Regions from separate parts of the Mus musculus genome. Here regions 1, 3 and 4 are each linked to region 2. Evidence: chromatin contacts called from public HiChIP or PLAC-seq and promoter capture Hi-C data. All regions are on one chromosome and are shown on one strand. The core of a region is the stretch at or near the end of the contact, and the rest is flanking DNA. Distances in the headings are between cores, read along the strand shown.

The links. Promoter capture Hi-C pulls out the DNA fragments that hold promoters and counts their contacts. HiChIP or PLAC-seq counts read pairs in DNA pulled down with a chosen protein or histone mark.
Region 1: a contact with region 2 is called in a promoter capture Hi-C map of embryonic stem cells, with 5 times the contacts expected there. The contact joins the promoter of Smlr1 here to the promoter of Akap7 in region 2. A contact is called at or near these places in 5 of 39 promoter capture datasets (the SN4741 cell line, embryonic stem cells, hematopoietic stem and progenitor cells and 1 more), 2 of 484 Hi-C or Micro-C datasets (liver and muscle stem cells), 1 of 115 datasets of contacts at active chromatin or transcription factors (large pre-B cells) and 3 of 9 other capture datasets (adipose tissue, liver and pancreatic islet).
Region 3: an H3K4me3 HiChIP or PLAC-seq map of bone marrow-derived macrophages shows a contact between it and region 2, with 6 times the contacts expected there. The contact joins the enhancer-like site here to the promoter of Akap7 in region 2. A contact is called at or near these places in 12 of 39 promoter capture datasets (the C10 cell line, the HPC-7 cell line, the SN4741 cell line and 6 more), 2 of 484 Hi-C or Micro-C datasets (bone marrow-derived macrophages and embryonic fibroblasts), 20 of 115 datasets of contacts at active chromatin or transcription factors (the NIH/3T3 cell line, SST interneurons, bone marrow-derived macrophages and 11 more) and 4 of 9 other capture datasets (adipose tissue, liver, macrophages and 1 more).
Region 4: a promoter capture Hi-C map of liver shows a contact between it and region 2. The contact joins the enhancer-like site here to the promoter of Akap7 in region 2. A contact is called at or near these places in 5 of 39 promoter capture datasets (the C10 cell line, the HPC-7 cell line, the SN4741 cell line and 2 more), 1 of 484 Hi-C or Micro-C datasets (muscle stem cells), 2 of 115 datasets of contacts at active chromatin or transcription factors (large pre-B cells and stem cell-derived neural progenitor cells) and 3 of 9 other capture datasets (adipose tissue, liver and pancreatic islet).

The regions. Positions count from the first base shown.
Region 1 is chr10:25,534,965-25,538,042 of GRCm38.p6, reverse strand. It overlaps Smlr1 (small leucine-rich protein 1), which reads left to right and starts at 1,771. Exons shown (of 2, transcript NM_001195596.1): 1 at 1,771-2,082. The coding sequence starts at 1,956. It overlaps Gm29571 (predicted gene 29571), which reads right to left and starts at 1,657. Exons shown (of 4, transcript NR_136909.1): 1 at 1,374-1,657; 2 at 643-770.
Region 2 is chr10:25,295,413-25,298,467 of GRCm38.p6, reverse strand. It overlaps Akap7 (A kinase (PRKA) anchor protein 7), which reads left to right and starts at 1,389. Exons shown (of 8, transcript NM_001379238.1): 1 at 1,389-1,540.
Region 3 is chr10:25,463,050-25,466,088 of GRCm38.p6, reverse strand. The region is part of intron 4 of Epb41l2 (erythrocyte membrane protein band 4.1 like 2); the gene reads right to left. Among named protein-coding and RNA genes, the nearest start is that of Smlr1, 72 kb to the left of the region's middle. Within about 2 kb of position 1,413, at least 12 of the 459 cell types and tissues checked have an H3K27ac peak or open chromatin away from gene starts, as enhancers often do. A contact at or near this core is called in bone marrow-derived macrophages and microglia, where this site is marked.
Region 4 is chr10:25,512,486-25,515,693 of GRCm38.p6, reverse strand. Epb41l2 (erythrocyte membrane protein band 4.1 like 2) reads right to left here. Exons shown (of 20, transcript NM_001199265.1): 19 at 2,613-2,721. The coding sequence ends at 2,614. Among named protein-coding and RNA genes, the nearest start is that of Smlr1, 22 kb to the left of the region's middle. Within about 2 kb of position 1,668, at least 3 of the 459 cell types and tissues checked have an H3K27ac peak or open chromatin away from gene starts, as enhancers often do. A contact at or near this core is called in liver, where this site is marked.

The sequences.
Region 1 (3,078 bases), core at 522-3,021, 240 kb before region 2:
TCCTGAGTAGGGCTAAAGAGTCTATAAGCTCCAATACCTCTCTTTCCAGCTTCAACTCCACATGAGCTCTGCCTTTCTGCCCCTGTCTATTCTTTCCCTTTCTCCGCAGACCTGCCATGCTTCGGGCTTATGTGCATCTGAGCTGACTGCTTCAGCTATTCAGGCTCCAGACACTGAGAACTTTTTGTGAACAGCCCAGACCTCTCATTGGAACGAGTCAGCGCCGCCCCAGAGCTTTGCTTCTATGTGAATCTGGGGCTAAGCGCTGTTATTCACATTGCCTCTTCTCCACACTCAACGAAGCCTAGGCATTCAGGTAAGCCTTGCCGAGTGGGTGGATACAGAACATCCATCCTAGCAGCTGGCTAACATCAAACCTGTTTGCCTCCAGTTAATGAAGGTTCTCTGAAGATTGACACTTTACAAATCAGCATTCTAGCCCAGCTGAATAAGCACCAAATAACCATCTCAACAGAGAGCATGCACAAACCACAGCAGCAGCAGCCCTCTGTGGAGAGAGGAAGAGAAGGAAATACATTCAATGAATGCAGGCTCAATACTGGTGTTCTAACACTCTCCTTCCAACTTTGTTACTTACTCAGGGATGCCAGGCAAGCCCCCCCCCGGCCCCTTTACCCTTACCAGTTGAATTGTTTAGTGAAGGTGAGAGCCTGTCCGCATGGCCACACACAGTCCCAGGTAGAAGAATGTAGATGGTACTGAAGGCAGTCCTTTAAAGTGGACTCTGTCAGCTTCCCACCAGCAGCAGCCTATGGGGTGGGACAGAGAGGGGACACAAGTCGGAAGTGAAGCCCTGAATGTGGTTACCAATCTCCTGCAAACTTTCCCTCGGTCTTGAGGCTGGAGAGATGGCTCAGTAGTTAAGAACACTGGCTGCTCTTCCAGAGGACCCAGGTTCAATTCCCAGCACCCACATGGCAGCTCACGAGTGCAGGTAACTCCAGTTGCAGGGGTCTGTCTGGCACCCTCAAACAGATATATTGTGCAGTCAAGACACTAATGTACATAAAATAAAAATGAAATTTAAAAAGAAAAAGCCCAAACTTTTCCAAAGTCTCTAAAGATCCTTTGAGTTAGGAAATGAGTCTTTTAGTCAACCTTAGTAGTCTAGTAGCTTTGGAAGTTTTCCCCTAAATTGGTACAAGGCAGCTCACTGGTAGTCAATAGATGATCATGAACCTTGGCATTTGCCAGTTTATTGCCGTCTCTTATCCTGGAAGTCTGGAGTTGTCATAACAGCCTGCATTTTGGGCCAAGGCAAATGAGTAGACAGCGGAGAGGAAAGTGAGCTGCAGCAGTTAGGAAAGGGCAGGGCCCTGCCGTTGTCTGGACCCCCCCCCCCCCCCACTCACCTGCGGCTATCATCTACGTCTCTGCTGCGTATATCTGACTTCCAGACTGAAGGTCAGGCTCTAGTAGAATTAAGTGATTGTCAAATCCATCAATGTGCCCTCCAGAGAGGCACTCAGAGCAGAACCAACCAGGCAGTTTTCACATGTGGCAAGCGTGTTTTTCCTTCTCAGTATCTGTCACATCAACTATGGGCATTACCATGACAATTCCGACATTTTCAGCTCTGAAATGTAGGAAGAGGGGTAAATGTTCTCCCTGGGCCTGGGTTTCTGTGAAAACACATAGAGAGAAGGGCATTTGTTTGAAGTCAGATATTTAACCCCAGCCTACCAGGACCATCCCACTTCCTGTCAGACAAAGACGCATCTCCAGGACAGCTTGGGAGGTTTACTCTTCGGTTCTTCTACAACTGTAGCTGAGTTACAGAGTAACTTGCCAACAGCGCTCCAGTATTCACTCCACTAATAAGCCAGAGCAAAGTCCACAACAGGTTTCATGGAAAAGCATGAGCAAAGGCCAGAACTTCGGGAAAGGACAACCACAGAGCAGAGCCAAGTCGCCTGTCCCGAGCAGTGGGGACCATGAGCTCCGTGCTGGCAATCTTCTTGCAGGAACTCCCCGGCCCTGTCCTGGTCCTGGGGATCTTCCTGCCTGTGACCTTGCTGCTTCTCCTCCTTCTTGCCTACTTCAGGATCAAACTGATGGCAGGTAAGTGTGAGACCCCACGAGGAAGGGTTTGGTTCATCCTTGAAACACACCCAAGCCGGCAGGTGCTCTGGGAAGCTGGGGAGATGTACCTGTTTGATTGACAGATTTCTTCCCCCACCCTCCAGCCCTTTCTTGATGAACGGGGCAAAGTTTGATACTTTCAACTCTGTAAGTTATGAGGTACGTAGGGTTTGTCCACTTGCTATAGGGCGTCCTTCACTGTGGTTCCCCGTAGACAGTCAACTGTGAATCACCGAATTGGACATAGGGTTGCTTGTTTATTTCTCAAGGCATCAGACTCTATGCTGTCCACGGTCTGCCTCCCCCACGTAACAGATGTGTGTGTATATGTCATAGTCCTCACAAGGACTACTGTCAGTCACACGTGCACTGGGCTCCCACTGACACTGAGTGCCGCTGAGAGACTTAAGGGATTTGAATGGCCCAGGTGGGAACTAGTCCATCGTACTACCCCCACATCTTATCTCTGCTGCTTCCTTCTCAAGATAAACCTTCAGAACCTCGAAAATGATTCAAGCGTGAAGTGAGGCATACAGCAGGTCAAGATGGACTCATAGTACACACACACACACAGGTTTTCATGACTCTGCACACATGTATACACCCATGATCATGTACATGTGCGTATGCCTTCTTCAGCCTCTGAACTTCTGCTTAAGAAATGTTCTAAGCATTGTGCTATCGGCGTTTAGCCAACGCAAAACATTGGATCTGGACTGCAGCAGAGATTTTCCATAAGATGGGTAGATTTAAAAAACAAACAAACCAACCAACCGGAAACCACGGGATACATTCAGAAGCTTTAGGTGATCTGCTGTGGGCGTTTTGTTCCTGGACTGAGATTGTTTGCTCTGGAGCCGAGCTGTGTTTTGAGAGGGTGCATGTTCATTTGGTTTTTCAGTAAGTTCTAGATGCCATAAAGGTTAATGCTTATTTTAGGCACGTCACTAAAGTCAACCCGCTTCTTAATTTGGA
Region 2 (3,055 bases), core at 140-2,639:
TCCTTTTGTGGCGTGAGCTTCAGACTAGAGCAGTCACTGGTTGGCCACTCTCCCAAGATCTTTGCCTCCTTTGCCCCAGCACATTATTTCAGACAGGGTAGATTGTAGGTGAAAGGTTTGGGGGCTGGGTTGGTGTTCTGGTTCCTCCACTGAAGTTATATCCCAAGGCTAAGGATTACACCACAGATGTGTGGTTAAAATAGAAACACAGCGCTTTGGTTTTGTTTTGTTTTTAAAAGGAGGGAAATCCAGGAGTGGGCTCTTGAGCTGAAGGAAGACACCTCGCCCCCAAGCATCAGACCACACATGAGGTGCAGAACCCACGTCTCCCAGGTCTGTAGCGTCCTTTGTGAAGCCCGAGGAGGGGGGAGTGGGGGTAGTGCTCTACTCTTTGCAAACTGGCTGTCAACCTTGCTGTGTCAGTGCACTGCTCCTACTCCCCAGTTACATAAATACACCTTTAAAACAGAGTGGGGAGTAATCCTTACAAAGAGAAATGTATAGTCTACTTCCAGCAGGAAAAGGGAGGGCAAAGAGTTGTTTCTCTGTCTACTGCGTAAAGTAATCCTTATGCTTAAACGTCTTATCTGTACCCTGTCCAGTCCAGCTAGCATCGGCTGGCCTTTGAGGATCCTCTTGCCGCAAGCTCCCTTACTTATTTTTCGTTCTTTCTCTGTGATTAGATAGCCTGCTCCTTTAAAAAGACCGTTTTCCGTGAAGATCCACAAAAAGGGGCTAAGCAGGGAATTCTTCAAAGTTCCCTACCAGCTTTAAGGGCTACAGCTGTGGAGAAGAGACACACCACCATATTTTCTTAAATTAAAATTACATTCCCCAACAAACCAGCAGTAATACCACCATTTGCCCCCAGCCCGGAAAAAAACAGTAGCATTCTTTTCTACAAGACATATTCATATTTTAACTATTAAAAAAAATAGTTTTCTCTTATTTTATTCAGATACTGAGGAGCCTTGCCTGCAAAAAATTTGTAGATGATTTCATTTAACAATTCCAACTTTTAGCTCTTAAACTGCTGTTGAAAATGCTACTTTTGGGGGGGGGGTAATGGCAAGTAAATAAAAGCATCTCATTATAGCGACGTTCAAGGTCTCGCTATTGTATTGTACATTTTGCTCAGCCCGCCTATTTTGCAATCAGATCTGTGTTTCCAAAGCTCCACGCTAAAGCAAACACACGGGTTCTCAAGGGACAGCGGGCCAAGGAATGCTCTCTGGATCCCTGGCTCGCCCCTCCGAGCGTGGGACGGGAAGGGCCGCGCCGCAGGAAATAACCGAGGGCGGCCAGAGGTCGGAGCCCGAGCCCAGCACGGCCCCGGGGACCGCCCCGATCCGGGTATCCACGCCTCGCCGGGCCGGCCCCTTCCGGCTCCTCCTGAAGCGGCGGGTGCCGGGGATGCTGCGACTCGCGGGGCGTTGCGCCTCCGCAGGCCTGGCCGCCGCGGCCCGCGCCCCCGCCGTCCCGCGCGCCCCGGGCCCGCGCCTCCGTCTCTGCGCCGCGACCATGGAGCGCCCCGCCGTGGGTGAGAGCGCTCCGCCCTGCGCGCCCCGGGGCGGCCTCTGCCGTGGGGCGTGCTCGCCCGCCCCGCTCCGCCTCCCAGGCCGCCCGCAGCCCCACGCCCCTCGCGATCGACCCTCCCCCTACACCCTGGGCATCCCGGTCCAGCCCGGTAGTCCGGGCAGTTTGGTTGCATCCGTGGGTCTCCGTGCACCACTCCACTCCTCGAACCGAAAGGGGTGTACACACAAGTTGTTGTTTCTCTTACCTCTTCCTATCTTGTGACCCATGACCCAGAGTTTTGCAGCACATCCTTTCCTACTGTGTTGGGGAGGTTAACAAAATCAAGGGGGGAAAAAAAAAACTCCGTTTTATTTACCTAATTATTTTTTAAAATGGCAAATAGAAGCCTCTGAACACTGTCTTGTCTCATTTAGGGTTTTACTCGAGGCTTGGCAAGGCACACTTTAAAACGGGCGCCAATCTGCTGGCGCCCAGGATGTACTTCAGCTTGGGTCAACTTTCGTTGTATGCTGAACCTGGGTAGGAATTAGAGGTTGGACTCGGAGGGAAAGGGACTGGGAAGTAAGGGGAAAAAGGTGTTCTACAAGAACACCTACATGTATACAAAGCGTAAGAATATTAAAATAGGCAGTCCAAGCATGCTATGTAAATACTTTATATGTATGTAAATATAAATCAGGTGAATAATGTACATGCGTTTATAAATTTCATGTGAATGCAATTACTCGTATCACGTGAGGAGATGCCCAGAGTGTCCCTGCTTGAGATGTTTTTATAAGGTTACAGGAGTGTGGGTAATAGGCAGAAGGGAATAGGGTAATAGTTGGAAAGAGAGGACTCTTCTCACCTTTTTACACCGTGTGGCTTTGCAGTTTGGGATGCTGTTAGCGCATCGTTTCCCTATAGTGACAAAGCTTATGGCACTTGTCCAGTTTACTGGGTCCTTCCATTCATGTAGTGTCGATTTGTCAATTTCTCCTTAATAATTTGGATTGCTCCCTCTTCATGAGGCGCAAATGGAAGCACACTGGGTAAGTGGCCTGGTTGGCATGAAGTTTAAACATTTCTGGAGACCTACTCTGCTGTTTTACGTAGCTAGTCGAAGTAGATAGACCGTAATGAATGACAGGCCCATTCCATAGCTGTTTACAGTGCTGGGGAACCAGAAGAGAGTCTTGCCCAATGAAGGTGTGTTTTGTTGTTCAGATAGGAAACTTACTTTGTAGGACTTGGGCAGTCTGTCTGTCTGTCTGTCTGTCTTTTTTGTTTTCTGTTTGCTTGGCTTTGGTAGTGTTTGCTGAAGTGTCCCTGTGATCTGAGGATTTGAATGCATTTACTTTCTTGGCTTGAGAAGATTCTTTACATACATTCATGGTTTTTCTTACAAAAGCAATATTCACTTTAGAAACAACCTAGTACAGTGGTTGGAAAGTATTTGGCATTCAGAAACACTTCAGCTTTTATTCTTCCTTTCCTACCCGTACGTCTTGGGAACATGCAGTTTTCTAGCTACTTT
Region 3 (3,039 bases), core at 164-2,663, 170 kb before region 2:
GTGTTTCTAGGCGTTACACTTGTAAGTCACCTGCCATCACTGTGGGTTAGAGCAAGAACTCAACCAAGACCCGAAGCAGAAACCAGAGAGCAATGCAGCCTAGGCCATGCCCTTCTGCCTCTCTCACTGCTTCATTCTCAGTGAGGTTTCTTAAATAGCTCACACCTACCTGCCTATGGATGGAGCTGCCCAGAATAGGTTTGGGCCTTCCTTCATCTACCATCAATCAAGATGATCTCTAACAAACATGGCCATGGGCTAACTAGATCTGGGCAATTCAATCGAGGTTCCGCCTTCCCAGGGGACTCTAGGTTGTATCAAACTGACAACAGAAACTATCCAGTACAGGATCCTTACCCAGAGATACCAGAGGCTGTGTCTACATGACAGGACTGAGCAGCAGAAACCACTGTTTCCTACCACACTGGCTTCCACTATGTAAGCTCCATTCCTCCCATGGAGGCAGGAGGTCTTGTCCACTCTCTGAGAGTACAGTTGTACACAGGCATGGATAGACTGTATCCATGCTCTCTAGGGTGCTTGGCATTTTTAGGGAACCTAACATTAAATATTAAAATCCAATACGTGTTGAGTGTTATCTGTCCATTTCTGCTTCCTCCTCCCCTGCAGTCTTCTTAAATGACTACACATTATTTTATTAAATTTACTTTTATTGAATAGTTATCTTTGAGTATGTAGGTTATGGTTGGTATATAATTTCTTGACTAGTGTTATAAATAATCAAGCAAAAGTTTAAAATATTTAATGTAACATTATAGAGGAACTTAAGTATATTCGTTGGATTACCAATTACACAAAACCAAGCATAAACTATTTGTGCTGCTCTGTTCTGACTCCTCTATAGTCAGGTTGCTCTTGGAACTCCTGACCCTCCACCTCACTTTTCCAAGTGCTAGGAAATTGTATATATATATATATATACTACCATACTTCACAAACAAAAAAATAAAATGGAAATTAACTTCTCTGGGTTGACACTTAAAGAAAAAAATGAATAAAGCATTAGACACATAAGAAATGAAAACCAGCATCAGTGAATAAAGAAGATGTTGAGATTAAAGATGGTGGTGAGTGGACACATAAGTACACACGTGTGAGCACACACAGCAGCCCCTCAGGGAATACTAGGATGTTCCTTACTATGGTAAAGAACTGGCTACTGTAACCACAAATACAGACTTTGGGCTTAGAAATATATGGAGTCAAACTACCACTTACTTCCCACCAGTTCTATGACTTCATTACATTTTTCACCCCGACTAAGCCTCAATTTCCTCAACAGCAAAATAGAATTCACAACATCTACCCAACTGAAGTGACCATCTTCCACCCTGGAGTCGCCCACTACTCTTCAGGCTGGATCTTAGGATTTCAGAGTTTGAACTGCTCACCCCCAGCAAAAGTGTGCCCATGTCTTCTTTGTTTTGGAGAGTCTCAGATTGGCTATGAGAATTTAACAAATTCACCCAAGTTCTCGTGTGTTAGGCAAATGCTGAAAGGATGAGAGTAGTCTTGTCTTAACCCTCCCCTTCCACAAGAACACGCACTGTTTCACCAGCTCCCTTCACTATGAACTGAACCACATGACACCAACACAAGAGGGAAGTTCCAGGTTTTCTGCATCACAGTGAAACTTATAGCCCATCTGGAGAACAGAAAATAATAAAGTTTAAATGAACTACACGTAGGATCTTGCTAAAGTTAATTACTATGCGCCTTTAGTTCTGCTTCTGGGGAGGATGGGTGGCTAGTAGTCAACTCCTTTAAACTTCAGAAAGACAGCATGGATATCAACTATACTTCTAAAAAGCACCTCTTATAGTACTGCTTATAGGAAACTGACTTATATAATGTCTGAGTCGAGTCAAATGTTAGACTCTGTTAACAACAAAAATTCAAGACTTTCCTCTTGAAGAGTCCAATATCTTTAATGATGAATTCATTTATTAATGAACACCAAAACTATATCAACTTACAATTCTGTATCAAAGAAAAGCATGTTGCTTTAGTCTATAAACTTTTAACATTTTCTATAGCACAGTTTACATGAGACTTTAACAGATGGTGAAAAGTTTGACACTAACTTACATTTTTATAATCACAATAAACTGAAATGCTTCCAACTCCGTGTCACAACTAAGAGACACAATGCTATACTAAAACCAAGATAGCACACATTTTCCCACATGACAAATTGCTACACAAAATACTTATAGCTCTGTCTAAATCCCACTTTACAAGAGGCTGAAGTAAGTACCCACGGCTTCTTTAAATGCATAGTATTTAGTGTGGGGAAGCAGCACAGCCAGGAGTCTGACACGGTGGTAAAGCCTGGGTCTGGCATACACACAACACAGGGACACACCCCATCTCCTACAGTGGGAACCTCAAGAACTTCAAAGAAGGACTGTGAAGCTAACTTTGACAGTAACAATTTTCTGGGGAAAAAAAAAAAGGAAGACTGTACACATCTATATTGAGAAGAATGAAAGTTGTTTTGCCTAAATGTATTTGAGACCTGGATTTTGCCTATACATATTTTTATATATAAACACATTGTATCTAAAAATGAGCATTATAGTCACATAATTATGTAACTTAACACATTCAAACTATATTTGAGTACTCACTTTCTGAAAAGTAAGTCTCCCAGAGGACACAGATGCAAAGTGTAAGTACTAAAGTGCCCATCCCACTTTACCATCATGTTATGTGACATGTAAGAAACACTGACCACAAAGTTAGGTAAGGAATGCTTGGCTCCTCTTCAGCAAGTGGCATCTTTCTGTCACTGAGAACATCAGCCTTACACTGTCTTTGAGGAGATGCAGATTTACCCACCTCTGAGCTATACTCCCAGCTCCCTTCTGATCTTATCATCTTAAGCCAAACCCTGGGTCTCCTCATCACACAACTCCCCACCTCCTTACACTTCAGCATCCTGTTTCTAGATACAACCAGGGTAATGAGGCGAAAAGCAACACACAAATAAGGTTTGTATTAATACTAATATGCTGA
Region 4 (3,208 bases), core at 419-2,918, 220 kb before region 2:
CCAACTACAAATCTGGTTTATAGATGTGTCCTGCCTGTAGGATACAAAGATGTGGTGGTGGCACAAAAGCTGTGGCAGCGACCAGCCTCTATATGATTAGTTGTTTTTTAAGGTCTGTTCCATGAGATGAAATGCAAGCTTAACATTCATTGCTCATGTGGTCAAGAACTTAATACTAGCTGGTAATGGATGCAGGAGGAAACCCAACACTACTGTCCTGCTAAAGGCACACAGCATACAAGACTCCAACACCACTCTGCAATGCTCATAGATTAGTGCCTTGTTCAGCCATCATCTGAGTAGCTTCTCTTGAACAAGATGGCAACTAACACAAAGACCCACAACTGGACAGGATACAGAGTGAGACCTTGGAACAACACCCAGTCCTAAATAGGATGTCTCCATCAAATCCCTCCATACAGAGCTCAGTGAACTCTGTAGAAGTTAGAATGAAAGATTTAAGACCCAGTAGGGAAGACACCAAAGAAACAAGTCTTCTAGACACCGCAGGACCGACATATCATGCATGGGGACTACACAGGTCTAAGCCAGATAGGGTCCCAGTACTGAGAGAAAGGGGACACAAGCCCCACCCCTAACCCAGAAGCTAGCTCTAAATTATAACTGCTTTCAAAGGAAAAAAAAATGTTTTCTCCAATGAAGTCTTGCTGTGTATATAAACCACACTTAAGGGCACATACTCTTCCCAGTAGTAGATGGACAACACACAAAAAAATTTCAATGATATTTTGCAAGGTTTTATTTTTATTTGGTTGTTTGTTTTTTAAATGGTTTCCTACTTTTGTTTGTATAGGTTTTCTGTATATGCAAACGTATGTCTTTGCATTGCTTGTATGGGTTGCTGTATATGCAAAGGTATGTCTTTGCGTCTGTGTGTTCCTTGTGCTTTTTCTTTTGCTCGTTTTTGTTTGTTTTGTATTATTCTGGTTCATTTGTTTTTATTTTATTTTTTTAATGATTGTTTTCGAATGAGAGAAACAAAGGGTAGAGATTTGAGTGGGTGAGATAGTGAAAAGAGCTGGGAGAAGCTTTCGGAGGGAATTCATAATCAAAATATATTATATAAAAAATCTATTTTCAATTAAAAGAAAAAAGACATACATCTAGGTGCTCACAGTCTGCACTGAATTTCCTGAAAAGATAAGCAGCCGCCCAAAGTGGGTCCAGGGACCAAACACAGTTCTTTTAGAAGTACAGCCACTGACCCATTTTTCCAGCCCCGTTTTTCTTCTTTGTAAGAAGCTGATGGATAACATTTGGAGCAATAGCAGTTTCCCCACCTCATCTTCTGTACTGGCTGATTTCATGTCAACCTGACAGAAGCTGTGCTCATCAGAAAGAAGGGAGCCTTAATTGAAAAGATGTTGCCATAAGATGTGGCTGTAATGCATTTTCAAAATTCGTGATTGATGGGGAAGGGCACAGGTCATCGTGGTGGTGCCATCCCTAGGCTGGTGATCCTGGGTTCTATAAAGAAGCAGGCTGGCAAGCCAGTAAGCAGCACCCCCATGGCCTCTGCATCAGCTCCTGCCTCCAGGTTGAGTTCCTGTCCTGACTTCCTTTGATGATGAAGAGTGGTGTGGAGTTTAAGCTGAGTCAGCCCTCCCCTTCCCTGGCTGCTTTTCATCATGCTGTTTCATCACAGCAACACAAACAACTGAGCATTTGCAGGCCCTAGTTTGTCCTCCAACATTGCAGGCAAGAAGTCCCAGGGGTGGAACTGAGGCTGTCCATCTGGAAAATGAGTCCCAGGGACGGAACTGAGGTTGTCTAGCTGGAAGCAAGAGCTTTTACTTGCTGGGCCATCTCACTGCCCTCATTAAATTCTCAAAGGTAGTTTAAAGATAGGTAACTATAATGTAAATACTTTGAGATAGGTTTTTCCAAATTGTCTTCTAAGAAATAAAATATATAGTATGTAACTATGGTTTCTTCTCACAATCTCCAAGCAGTGATTAAAACATACATTTTTACCACATGGGTAAAAAATGTTATACTAGATGTATAATTTTTAATGATTTAAGCAAAAGAATAAGGCCAAAGTTTTTTGTTTGTACTTAAGTTTTCAAATGGTTTACCTGTGTGATCATTAGCCTATTTTTCTCCAGAAGTGTTTACATTTTCTTCATAAATTATTAGATTTCCCAGTTTGTTGAGAATATTAGTCCTTTTCTGCTGGTTATATTAAACACCACTTATCACTATTTTCCCCTTTGGTTCAGCTAAAATCTTAAACTTTTAGGCAATACTAGCTTTATGCTCTCTCTATAGCTCACTGTTTGATACATAATGTTTAACATATAGATTTTAAAGACTATAAATCTAGCAGAAAGGTGCCAGCATCGCCCCCAGCAGTCACTGTGACTACTAACTACCAAGTGCACTAGCACACTTGATGGGAGAAGGAGCGTAAGTGCCCACTGCTGGCAGCTTCTTTAGAAGGCCATTGGCACTAGACAGCCAGCCAGAGGTTTGTGCTCGAAGAGAACAACAATGTGGAGAAACTCATCCGGTGAAGACACTGATGGAGAACTGCACAAACAGGGACACAGGGCAGCCAGGCAAGGCTGCGGATGGCCAGGCTCACTTACCTTATTCTTCTCCTTCCTCCGCCAACTCTGTTTCTTTGTGCACTACCACCCTTGTGACCGACATATCAGGGTGCTGCTCTCTCGCTTCCCGTATGGCCTGAGCCAGCGCCTACCAGGGTCAGAAGAACAAGCAACTATGAGCTGAGTATTTGGCTCCACACAAAGATGGCAGAATACACGCAACTTCATCAACCAGACACAAGCTCCAGCAATCTGTTCTTGTGCCTTCCTTTACAGTAACAGGGCTGTTTGAATTGGGGTCGTGGCAAAGAATACCTGCTGTTCTGCACTTCCTGTCCTTCCTGTGCACCTCAGCAGGGTGATGCATGGAGGAGAGCTCGCTGGCTTTGAAGCCCGTTCTCACCTGGAACTGGGTGCACTCACTGTACTATACTGAGTTTTGGCTTGCACGCACATTAGGAGAACATAAGTTTTCTCTGAGCCTTATATAACTTTTACCTGGAAGTGCAGACTAAGGCAATAAAGAATATTTTGAGGTTTGCTGTATGAACGTAAATGATGTCAACCAAAAGTGTAGTGCCTTATATGAACATTCAAGTATAGCCACCATACAGACAGCTGGGAACTCCAAGACA